3 separate regions of the Mus musculus genome follow, and regions 2 and 3 are each linked to region 1. A link is a contact called in public promoter capture Hi-C data. All regions are on one chromosome and are shown on one strand. Each heading gives the region's core, a stretch centred on a gene start, on an enhancer-like site or on the middle of the called end of the contact. The rest is flanking DNA. Distances are from core to core; before and after follow the strand shown.

Region 1 (3,802 bases), core at 950-3,449:
GGAGTCACCTGTGGAGTATGGGAGCAAGGATGGGACCTAGAGAATCACCAGACCATTTCCTAGAACTGCCATGCTCTGGGGCAAAATGAAAACCACAGAAACCTCATACAGGCAGAACCACCCAAAGGCTCTGATTCTTTTTGTGTGACTGTGTAAGTCACCTCACCAGATATCAAACCTTGGTCAGCTAACAGTCTGGAAAAGACAGAAATCTTGCATTCCAGCAACAGCTTAGTGACAGTTGTGGGAATAAGACCTATAGTGTTTACCCATTTTATTCTGCTTTCTTTTTTAAAGAACAGCTTCTATAGGATTGGTTATTGATCGTTACTTTACTGCTATTGAGGCAAAAGTTGGTGCACAGCAAAATCTTGACTTGACTGGAGTACAAATACAGAGTGGAGTAAGGCCCCCGCCCATGCAAATACTGAACAAAAATGTCAGAATTTTATTTATTTATTTATTTATTTATTTATTTATTTATTTACATATCATGAGGAACTTAGGAGTTATACATTTTTATTGCTATAGACTTTGCATGGGGGAATTAATCAATTATTTTAAAGAAGTGGTAGCAAGAAAGTTGTTATTTGAAGAGAATATAAAAGGCATATAGAAGTTGATAAGGTTTACAAGGTCTGACATCCTTGGAAGAGTGGTGCTGTGGTCTGAATGCTTGTGTTTCCCTAAAATGCAAACACAGAATTCCTGGTCTCTGCTGTTTGGAGGCTGAACCTTGAGCTATGACTAGATGAAGAGGGCGAGTTAGTTATGATCTTATAAGACAGCTCTCAGAGAGCCAGCTCATCCCTCCAATCTATCAGATGAGGTTAGTAGCACAAACATGTCCATCCATGAACACAGAAAGGGACCCCAGCAGAACCCAGGGCCATTGGTGCCTTGACTCTGGACCTCTCATCCTCCAGAACAATCAGAAATAAATTTCTATTGTTTGTAAGCTACCAAGTATAGAGCATTTTGCTGTAGTAGCTGAAAAGGATTAAAGAAGATTGCAGGAATTAGTATATAGAGATTTGAAATTTTGGGTGCCTGTGCCCAGTAACATGTTATGGCGAGAGAGTTGCTACCACAGAGCAACTGCCAATAAATAAGACTAGCTCGATAATGTGAATCTGAACTTGCAGGTGTAATAAAAAAGATCAGTTAACACTATCACAGTATGGCCATTATTGATAATTGTCACCGTGTTTTGTAAATCAAAAAGTGATATCGCAGGCTGAAGAGATGGCTCTGTGGTTAAGAGCACAGCTGCTCTTGTGTAAGACCTAGGTTCAGTTCTTAGGACCCCGGATTGGAACCATCATAACCCCAGCTCTAGGGGGACATGACGCCCTTTCTGGCCTCCACTGGGACTGCATGTATACAGTGCACATCCATGCATGCATGCATACACACATACACACATGCATACAGGAGAAACACTTTCTTGCCCACTGCTTTCCAGCTACACTGCCTTTGGTCAGTTTGTGAGAATGCAAAGTTCCTTGTTTCTGGGCCTTTACATGTAGGCTTTCTCCTATTTGGAGATTTCTCACAGCTCTAGGTCTCTTTTAAATCTGAAATTAAAGGCCAGGTCCTTCCAAGCCTTCTTGAGTAACCACTTTGGCCTGCATTTCATTTCTTTCCTCTGTCTCTTCATTGCCTTCTGTTTACTGTCTTGTTTATTATTTATGTCAGTGCACACCAGCAGCCCTGGCAAATACTCTAGCTTCGATTGATGCTTTTCAGAATGATGAATTCAGATAAACGAAATTTAATTGCAATCAGTTCTGTTGATCATGCATGCATGCCAGCTACTGGTTTCGGCATATTTTACATATACTTTACATTATTACTTTACATATTTTACATTATTACTTTGGCTTTTTTTTTCAAGATTCAGATTCCTGAAGTCTCTTTTACAACCTCCAACCTCTTTTTTTTGTTGTTGTTGTTGTTGGGTTTTTTTTGTTTGTTTGTTTTTTTTTTTTTTTTTTTTTTAGTTTTTCGAGACAGGGGTTTCTCTGTATAGCCCTGGCTGTCCTGGAACTCACTTTGTAGACAACCTCCAATCTCTTCTGAGCGTGTCCTCGCCTCCCAGGATTTTAAAGTAAACCGGGCAGGTAGAGCGTCTCGGATCGCGGTGCGCATGCGCGGCCAGGTGTGCGCATGCGCGAGTGAGTGCACAAGCGCAGTGCTTCCGTTACGCCGGGTCTGTCAGCGATGGCTGACGCCAGCGGGGAGGTGGCTGCGGTCCCCGCCTCCGGGGCCGCCAATGGCTTCAGTAATGGGGCAGGTGCGACCCCCGCGCAGCCCAACAATCCGCTGTCGCGTAAGCTGCACAAGATCCTGGAGACACGGCTAGAAAATGACAAGGTAACCGGAGGGGGCGGGGCGGACCCCTGGTCTCGGGCAGAAGCTGCTGCTGTCCTAGGCGTAGGGAAGCGCTTTTTGGGGTAGCTGTGCCCTGCCCTTGCGCTCTTGCTGTGTCCTTTACTTGAACTCCTTCCCGCACGCCCTCCCCTTAACCGTCTAGAGCAGTACTTCGCGGCTCTTATCAGAGCTGGCTGTCTCCCCTGCAGCTTTGAGTAGCCAGGTATAGCCGTGCCTACGTGGCACAAAAGAATACAGTAAGGTGGGAGCCGTAAAGACGTGGGTAAAGATAGAAGTAAGTAAAAATAAGCTGTCAACAAGAATTTGACTCCTGTGTGTCAAAAACAGAACATTAACATGCTGAGTTATAAATAAAGCCCTGGGCTAGATAGGGTTGTGACATGCTACCAAAAGCCATACTGAGTAGGACAGCTTGGGATGACAAGCCCAGTGTTAGCATCAAGAAGAAACTACAAAGCGCTTCTCAAAGCGGACCTTAGGTCCACAAAACAGCGAGAAAAAACAAAACAAAACAAAAACGTCATGGTCGCTGATTTGAGAAATTTGCTGCGGGTCTGATGAATAAAACTTTCTGAATCCCTGTGAACCACAGTACTTCAAACCCTGCTGCAAGGACTGGTCAACATAGTAGACCCGTTTCTCCAGCACTCCCAACTGCCAGGCACACAAGCCACTCTTTGCAATTTGAGTGAATCGAGCTATAAAGTTTTGCCTGCATTTATCTGACTTTGGCTCTCACTTCTTCAAGCATCTTGACAACTTTGTGCAGGAAAAAACACGTTCACAAACAACTGGAAGCTCCCTAAGAGTTCACAGAATCCAGAACTCATTGGCAAAAATGTGTCCATTGTAAAGGTTTCTGTTTTAATTAATAAAGGTGTTTGAGCTATTGATTTATAATTGGCATACTAAAATCAGTTTCTTTTGCACCAAACCAGTATAAATGTACATATTTTTATCTCATGATACTTGGTGCTATAACTTTCTACACTTTGACAATTCACTTACAGTCTCTCAGAACATATACTACATAAAGAATTGCCTTCTCAGAAATGGAGGAGGAATGGAGGGAGGGGAGAGGGGCTGTGAGGAGAGTAGGGGAGGGGAAACTGGTCAGGATGTAAAATAAAGTTAAATGAAAAACGGGAATTACCTTCTTGTAAAAATTAACAAATATATTAAAGTTCAAAGCAATTCTGTTGTGTACTACCTTTACATATATAACTATATGTAAGTAGACTGTGAATTGTGTCCTGGAAGTAAGTTTACTGCTTATTAATTAAGTCAGATATTACTTTTTGAGTCATTTAGTGGAAATAAGTCAATTGAAAATAATTTTATTGAGTTTTGGCTGGATATCAGGAAACCACTGAAAAGTCAGCCCCAATGATGTCCCTCTGTTGTCACT
Region 2 (3,776 bases), core at 944-3,443, 1.0 Mb after region 1:
CAACAACTGCTCCAGTGGATTTGGAGGCTAGTTTGATGTCGGTTCACGCACATCTGGGCATGGGCATTTTACCATCCCTTGCCCTTTCGTCTGCTGAAGAGCTGTACAGATCTTGCTTGGCATTTTGACTTGGTATTTCCCAGCTGCTGCAAATCCGCCAAGCAGGGACTTGACATTGGCACTTTGAGGCCACTCCGTAGCAGGTTGGTTTGTAAAGAGATGCTAAATTTGCTGAGATAGTGAAAAGCTGGCATGTATTTATTTTGGGAAGAGACAGACTCTTGTGAAATAGGGGCCCATTCTGGAAGAACTTGTACCACTCATTCATCTCGCCTTGTGCACGGAGCTGTAATGCTACAGCTGTCACCCGTTTTCAATGAGCGATTGTCATATTGTCAATCCACGATAATACAGAACAATTTCTATTCTCCATGTTGAAGCATCGCCTTTGTAGTGCAATTCAGTTCGTATTAACAATGCTTTGATGACAATTCCTTCCCACTCCACCCTTCCAGCCCTCCCTCTCGCCATTTCTGAACCAGAGGAAATCGTATTTTGACAATATCTCTAGTGTTACCAATTTTCTGCTTTAAAACATTTTGGGCCCAGAGTCCTCGCTGAAACTGCAGAAAGCACACCGATCTATTTCCTTTTTTTTTTTTTTTTTTTTTTGAGAAGAAAAAAAAACCCAACCAACCAACAACATCAACAACAAAAACCTAACTCTCTGGGGATTGGGTAGTGACTTGCCCAGCAGAACTAAAAGTATTTTTAACCATTCCTTATTTCTTCTTAAAACATTTCTATAAAAAAGAAATGGCATATGCCTTATTATTCCCTTTCACGAGGAACATATTAGAAATCAGCTCCTTTGGCTTTGGTGTTTTCAAGATAGCCATCCGTGAGCTTGGCTGTTTTCCCAGTTCTGAGTGATGGCAGTCCTAGACCTGGCATTACTGCCCCAATGGATCAGTACTTGATGAGTCGCCCTAGAGGTAAAGTTGGTTCTGGGTGTGAGCGCTCCCCGTGTATCTTAACTGTCACAATTCACTGTTTTAAGCTGGTTGAGTGTTGAGCTTTTTCTGAACCCTCTCAAGAGCTAGATCTGGGTAGACACAGGAGTGATTCAGACCCACCGTGCACACTTGTATAATCCGGGCCAGGACCAACACTGTAGATCTAAAATGCAGTTATCCTGATGGCTTCGGGATGTTTTCATTGTACTCATTTAAAAATTTCTCACCAGGGAAGTTGGAACGATGGGAAATTTTATATGGTCCCAAATGCCCCAGATGACTGGTTTATACTTTGACCTTAGAAAGGATAAAAAAAAAAGAAGAAGGTAAAACAAGTCAGTGCTTTTGAATAGGTTTCAAATATAGGAGAGCCAAATTGCGCGCACTGAGCGAGGGAACGAATTGAGCAGAGCTTTAGGTAAATGAATGTGGATGTGATGGACCTCAGTGGGAACTTGGGAGGTAAAGGGAAGAGAGGAACAACCTGAAAATGTGTATAGCATGTCCATAGAGCCGTGGCTTCTGAGAACAGCCTTGACTTTGAATAGCTTGTTGCTTTGTCCCTATAGGTGGACTTGCTTTCTCCCCGACCCCTATCCCGATGCAGCCCGATATCGCTGAGCTATTCAGGGCGCTCTGCTACCCTACTCTTGAGGTCTCAGGAAGGTGAAAACCAAGTCTTGCCCAATAGCTTGGGACAGGAAGTGGAGAGGACCGCTAACTGAAACTTGAGACTGTATGTAAAGTCCGTGCCAGAGTGGCAGGGCAGATGTTTCTTCTCTAACAGGAAGCACCCGTGGCCCACAGGAAGCGCCAGAGTCCCTCACACATGTCATCCTGTATTCGCATCTCTGCATCACTGCGTGGTCACGTGGGCTCTGTGTGACTGGAAACAAAGGCGGGACCACGGGGGAAGGAATACACCACGTGATTATTTACCCAGCCCTTTTTTTTTTTTTTTTTTAAAGATTTATTTATTGATTATATGTAAGTACACTGTAGCTGTCTTCAGACACTCCAGAAGAGGGAGTCAGATCTCGTTGGGGATGGTTGTGAGCCACCATGTGGTTGCTGGGACTTGAACTCTGGACCCTCGGAAGAGCAGTCGGGCGCTCCTACCCACTGAGCCATCTCGCCAGCCCCCCCTTTTTTTTTAAGTATACATAGCATTGCCTGCAGCCCTTCAAGCCACAAGTTAGACATAGCCACTGTAGCTGTTCCATTTATCCACCTATTCATCTGTGCACCCTAATAAAATGGTCAGTTGCGCGGGGTCTGCAGTCTGACCGCTGGGTTCAATCCCAGCTCCCCCATGAAGGTAGAAGTTAGGGACTTCACTTACATGCTGTTAGTAAGTCACAAATAGTAACTCGGTATGTCTTGAGACGGGAGGGAATCAGGGAGTGAGTGGGTTTCTATAGAAGGCCTTTAGACCGCACTGAAGAGTTGCTGTTTTATTTACCCATCTCTTGAAAAAGAGATCGCTACACATGTAGTTTTGCAGAAAGTCCATCTTTCTGGATGACAGAATTACAGCCTTCTCCTTTAAGTCCCTGGATGCATTGTTTTTCTTGGTATTTATCATTGTCTAGACATTTTAAAAAGAATAGATATTTTTAAAACAATGCCAGGGCTGAGACCTTTAGTCCATTGGAGGGAGGAGCTCTGAATTCAACTCTGCTTGTTTGATATTGAGTAGTTAGTTCATCATCTGGCCTTCCCCTCTATACTTCTGTCTTCTACCTCGATCTTTCTTTACTTCTGACTCTCTTTATTTTCTGACCTTTGGCCTACTGCCCATGGAGGCAGATAGCTCTGTGTGTGCAGCCGTTCTTGTTCATGGCTGTTCTGAGACCCAGTCACACACTGGTAAAACTCACCTCTTGAAAAATCTTGATAAATCAGTTTGCATTTATAAAGAATTGGTAACTAAGCAACTGTCACTATAAGACAAAGTAAAGTATTATGTTGAATGTTGAGTACACAGAAGTTTAAAAACTAGCGACTGTGACTCACCACAATCCAACGATTGGATGTTGTCACCGTGGAAGCCCTAGAGACTGAGTGTCAGGGGCGAGTTTAATGGCTCAGCCACTTGATAAGTGGCAATTGTAGTTCCGTGTTTTCAGGGACTTGAGTCGAATTAGCTGTATTAGCTCGGATTGTCAAGATGTCTAAGGAATGGAAGGGGGTGTCATCGCTTGTGTTTATGTAACAGTGGAAGAACACTGTTATTATACATGACGCTTATATTTGAATCCTAGTTAAAACAGGGAAGAGTTGGCTCCTGGGCTGATTCCCCTGCTCTAGTTAGATAAGGGCAGTACGAAAGGCGTAAATACGGCAATCACTCTCAGCACATTTTCATTTCTCACAAAGTGGTGATATCCTCGTGGCTGGCATTTTCAGCTCTGCCTTGCTGACTTTTAGAGGGGCTTTAAAGTGCTCGTCTCTGTTGAACGCAGGGCTCGATGGGCTGCGGCACAGCCTATGCGTCAGGGTCTGGACCACACCGACCTTGAATTAGAGGCAGAGGGGCTGTGTACACTCAGGTGAGAGGATTCCTCCCCCTCCACTTGAAGATGGGAACAGGGTTTCTCTGTGTAGCCCTGGCTGCCCTGGATTCACTCTATAGACCAGGCTGGCTTCAAATTCAGAGATCTGCCTGCCAGAGTGGCTTAAAACCACACTGAGAACCTTTCTCTAGGGAGGCTAGGCACGTTTTGAGATGTACATCCCACATCCGAGATCTATTTCTTT
Region 3 (3,652 bases), core at 232-2,731, 1.5 Mb after region 1:
ACCAGACAGAAGCCAAATGACAGTTAATGTAGCATGGAGAGCAATGTTGTCCTTAATTCTGTGAGGCTGACTTCACTCTCAGTAAAGGAGTCATGTGCTGGGCTCTGCTATAGAGTTTAAAGACTGTCTGGGATGAAGAGACCCTCAGAGAAATTTAAAAACCATTACCCAGTTTGTTCTAATCAAAAAGTCTGAAAATTCTATTTAAAAAGTGTTTTTGTTTTGTTTTTGTTTTTGTTTTTCTTAAAATTTTAGGTACCCAAGCAGGTTTTTAAGGCACTTGAATAAAGGAAACTCAACAAATAGGAATCCCAAGAGTTAAGTCTGATGGTTGTCCATTAAGACTTAAACTAAACCAGGGCTGGTAAATGCAGGTCTGTAATCTCATCCACTCAAAAACTTGAGGATTATAAGGTCCAAGCCAGGCTGGACAACTTAGTAGGACCCTGTCTCCTACTAAGTGGGAGGGTGGGGGGAGGCAAGATTCAAAAACCTAATCAAAGAGTAAATGGGCAGAGGTCGACTTAGCTATTCTAGCTGTCGTGACCAGATTGGCACGTGTGATTGATTGGGCCCTCCCATGACGAGGAACACATCTGCGTGTGCTGCCGGGCGCTGCACCTGAACTCACGTGTGGATTTGCCTTTTAGGTTCCGTGTACCACTTTGATAAATCGACTTCCTCCTGCATCTCCAGCGATGCTCTCCTTCCAGACCCTTATGAGTCTGAGAGGTAACTCTTTCCTTGTGCCTTTCACTGCCCTGTGTGTGCCCTGGTGGTGGGCACGCTCGTTCTCCTGTGGCTCTCTGCTCAGGCTGGGCTCCTGCTCAACCCCAAGCCCCTCCATAATGAGCGCTTTTCCTTGGCACATCTTCCAAGTAAGGATTTGGGTATCCTGAGGAAGACCAGTTACATGCTTATAGCGAGCCTGACCGTAGGAAGTGTCTACACTAGCAATAGCCAGTTCATCTCGTCCTAGAACGAATTCTCTAGGAAAGGTGCTGGGTCAGTCCGTCAGTCCCTTTCAAATGTCCCCTTTCTCAGGACTCTGGGTGGATGGGGAAGCAAGCACGTACAAATTAGAGAACAACTTCTGAAACCAGTTCTTTCCTTCCACCATGTGGAAGGAGTCAGGCTTGAAAGCAGGCGCTTTCACCCACAGAGCCATGTTACAGGTCCTGTCAGGGCTCCCGCTAGCCTCCTCCTTTCTAGCCTGACCTGTACTTTCAGCACAACTTCTATTCTCTGCAGCCTGACCCTTGGACCATAAAGCAACTTCCTTATTCATAAGGGAAGACAGTGTAGAAAGACAACAAATAATGGCGATCATAAAAGCTCCCCGCCTAGTCAAGTCTGGCCATTTCACGCCTAACCTATGCAGTTGGCTGCCCTTCAGCTTCTCACTCTCCAGCAGCTGGTCTACTTCTGAGTAAGGACAGTCCCCAACCCCCAGCGCATAGGTTAGCTCTTGTTTACTTTCTGCTCCCAGCTGAGAAACAAGCCTTCTCCTGGTCTGCCTGACCGAGCTGATCCCGCAGTGCCACAGGCAGGGAGAAAAATGTCCTTTTTTGACAAGAGGTTCTGGCCCAGGGCCAGGGTGCAGACTGTTTTCTGTGTTAGCCCCAAAAGACTACAGGGCCAACTGTATCTATCAAGCGAGGCTGCTGTTGTGAAATTCTGCATAGCAATACTCTCAAACCGCTTAGCTGTTTACAGGGGCGAGCATTTTGTGTTCTACGCATGGTTCGGAGGGCTGGCTTTGGTTCAGCCATTTTTTATTTGGGCTTCACCAGGCTCAGCCGGACTAGGCTGGGCTCCAGGATTCAAGTCGGGTTCAGGTCTGTTTCACATCTCTTCATTCCAAGACTCTGGCTAAAGGAAAAACAACCCCCAGGGCATATTTTTTTCCTGGAGACAGTGGAAACTGGAAGAGACTGGCAGAAACTCATCACCTCTTAACACCTGAAGCCAAGCAGCAGGGCCTTCCCCTGTGTTCTAGCAGCAGGGCCTTCCCCTGTGTTCTAACAGCAGAGTCAGCAGGGTGGGGGATATACAACCCTCCTGCGCTGAAGGGAGTGTCATGAGGTCACCTGGCAAGAGGGCGAGATGTATCATTCTGTCACAGGAAAGGAGCAGAATTGGAAGCAATAATTCAGCTTTCTAGTCCATAAAAATAAGCCAAAATTACAGATGTCCAGCCTCTAGCAGAGCCATCCATCACAGCGCATGAAGAAATGAAAGCTTTGTTGGTGGAGCATAAGTTTCTATTACATCCACTCCACAACCGAGAGTGCTTTTCTTGTAAAGCTATTCGTAGGAACCTTTTTCACCCTGAGTAACAATGTGGAAGCTTGGGGGCCTTGTGTTGTCTGATGCACAGACTCATCTCTCCCTCTGAGCCCAGCAGCAGTCAGACACAGTCTTCAGCAAACTGGGGGAGGCAACTGTGTCTCAATAAAACTTTATCAACAAAAATGAGCAGCAGTCAGATTTGACCTGTAGCTAGCTGACCGCTGCTTTAACCCCTTTGTTGGATATAGCTGATTCGTTGTCACCTTTTGTGTAAACAGCCGTCTTGGCATTTAACTAAGAAATGGTCTTTCTCTGTTATCTGGCTTTGAAAAGCTGGGGAATGCTTTCTTGTCTGGTAAGACTAAAAATCACCATTAGCTGTAAATGTTATCTTCCTCTTCAAAAAGGTATATCAGGTATGGGTAGCTTTAGGGATCTATACTAATTACTCCTTGTTAAAGAAGACTTTAAAAAAATTGTGTGTATGAGTGTTTGCATGTGTATCTGTGCACCTTGTGGGTGCACTGTTCACAGGAGCCAGAGGAGGGCATCAGATCCTTGGCACTGTGGTTACAAATAGTTATGAGATGTCATATGGGTGCTGGGAACCAAACCCAGGTGGTCTGGAAGATCAGCCATCTCCCCAGCCCTAGGGAAGATTGTTTGAGGCCTGGGGATACGGCTCCGTTAACAGAATGTGTACCTGGTAGTCTCAAAACCCTAGGTTTGATCTCTGGCACTACAGAAAATTGGACACTTGAGGTGGAAGCAGAAAGACTAGAAGTTCATCATTATCTCAGGTGGTTGTCACTGGATTCCCTGGAAGCAGAGGGAAGGGATCTCTGTGAGTTCGAGGCCAGCCTGATCTATAGAGAGAGTTCCAGGACAGCCAGGGGTACACAGAGAGAACCTGTCTCAAAATAAAATAATAATTAAGAAGGAGTTCCTGTTGTCATTGGCTCAGGAGCAAGTCTGAGGCCGCCTGAGCCAGATACTTCATCTAAAGGAGCGGGGTAGAGTTCAGTTTGAATACAGCGCTTGCAGAGATAAGAGGTGTTTCTTCCATTCCTGTTGCTAACGTATTGCATTTTACTTTCTTGACCCTCCCCCCCTGCCTTTGTTGAATAATTGCAATAATTTGTAATGGAATTTTGGTGATTGACATGAAGTGACGGGTCACGCTGAAAAGCTCACGATCTGATTTTTATTATTATATCTATATTTAGGGTTTATGTTGCCGACTCTCTCATCTCCAGTGCTGGAGAAGGGCTGTTTTCCAAGGTAGCAGTTGGACCTAATACTGTTATGTCGTTTTATAATGGAGTCCGAATTACACACCAAGAGGTAAGGGGGCAAGATG

The links. Promoter capture Hi-C pulls out the DNA fragments that hold promoters and counts their contacts.
Region 2: a promoter capture Hi-C map of pre-B cells shows a contact between it and region 1, with 4 times the contacts expected there. The contact joins the enhancer-like site here to the promoter of Cog6 in region 1. A contact is called at or near these places in 4 of 39 promoter capture datasets (the C10 cell line, liver and pre-B cells), 1 of 115 datasets of contacts at active chromatin or transcription factors (memory CD8 T cells) and 1 of 9 other capture datasets (liver).
Region 3: a promoter capture Hi-C map of liver shows a contact between it and region 1, with 4 times the contacts expected there. The contact joins the enhancer-like site here to the promoter of Cog6 in region 1. A contact is called at or near these places in 6 of 39 promoter capture datasets (the 3T3-L1 cell line, frontonasal cranial neural crest, liver and 3 more) and 1 of 9 other capture datasets (liver).

Annotation. Positions count from the first base shown.
Region 1 is chr3:53,015,620-53,019,421 of GRCm38.p6, reverse strand. Cog6 (component of oligomeric golgi complex 6) reads left to right here and starts at 2,199. Exons shown (of 19, transcript NM_026225.3): 1 at 2,199-2,376. The coding sequence starts at 2,224.
Region 2 is chr3:51,998,283-52,002,058 of GRCm38.p6, reverse strand. All of the region lies in intron 1 of Maml3 (mastermind like transcriptional coactivator 3), which reads left to right. Among named protein-coding and RNA genes, the nearest start is that of Maml3, 100 kb to the left of the region's middle. Within about 2 kb of position 2,193, at least 81 of the 459 cell types and tissues checked have an H3K27ac peak or open chromatin away from gene starts, as enhancers often do. A contact at or near this core is called in memory CD8 T cells and pre-B cells, where this site is marked.
Region 3 is chr3:51,530,055-51,533,706 of GRCm38.p6, reverse strand. Setd7 (SET domain containing (lysine methyltransferase) 7) reads left to right here. Exons shown (of 8, transcript NM_080793.5): 5 at 651-732; 6 at 3,519-3,636. Among named protein-coding and RNA genes, the nearest start is that of Gm36008, 21 kb to the right of the region's middle. Within about 2 kb of position 1,481, at least 94 of the 459 cell types and tissues checked have an H3K27ac peak or open chromatin away from gene starts, as enhancers often do. A contact at or near this core is called in liver, where this site is marked.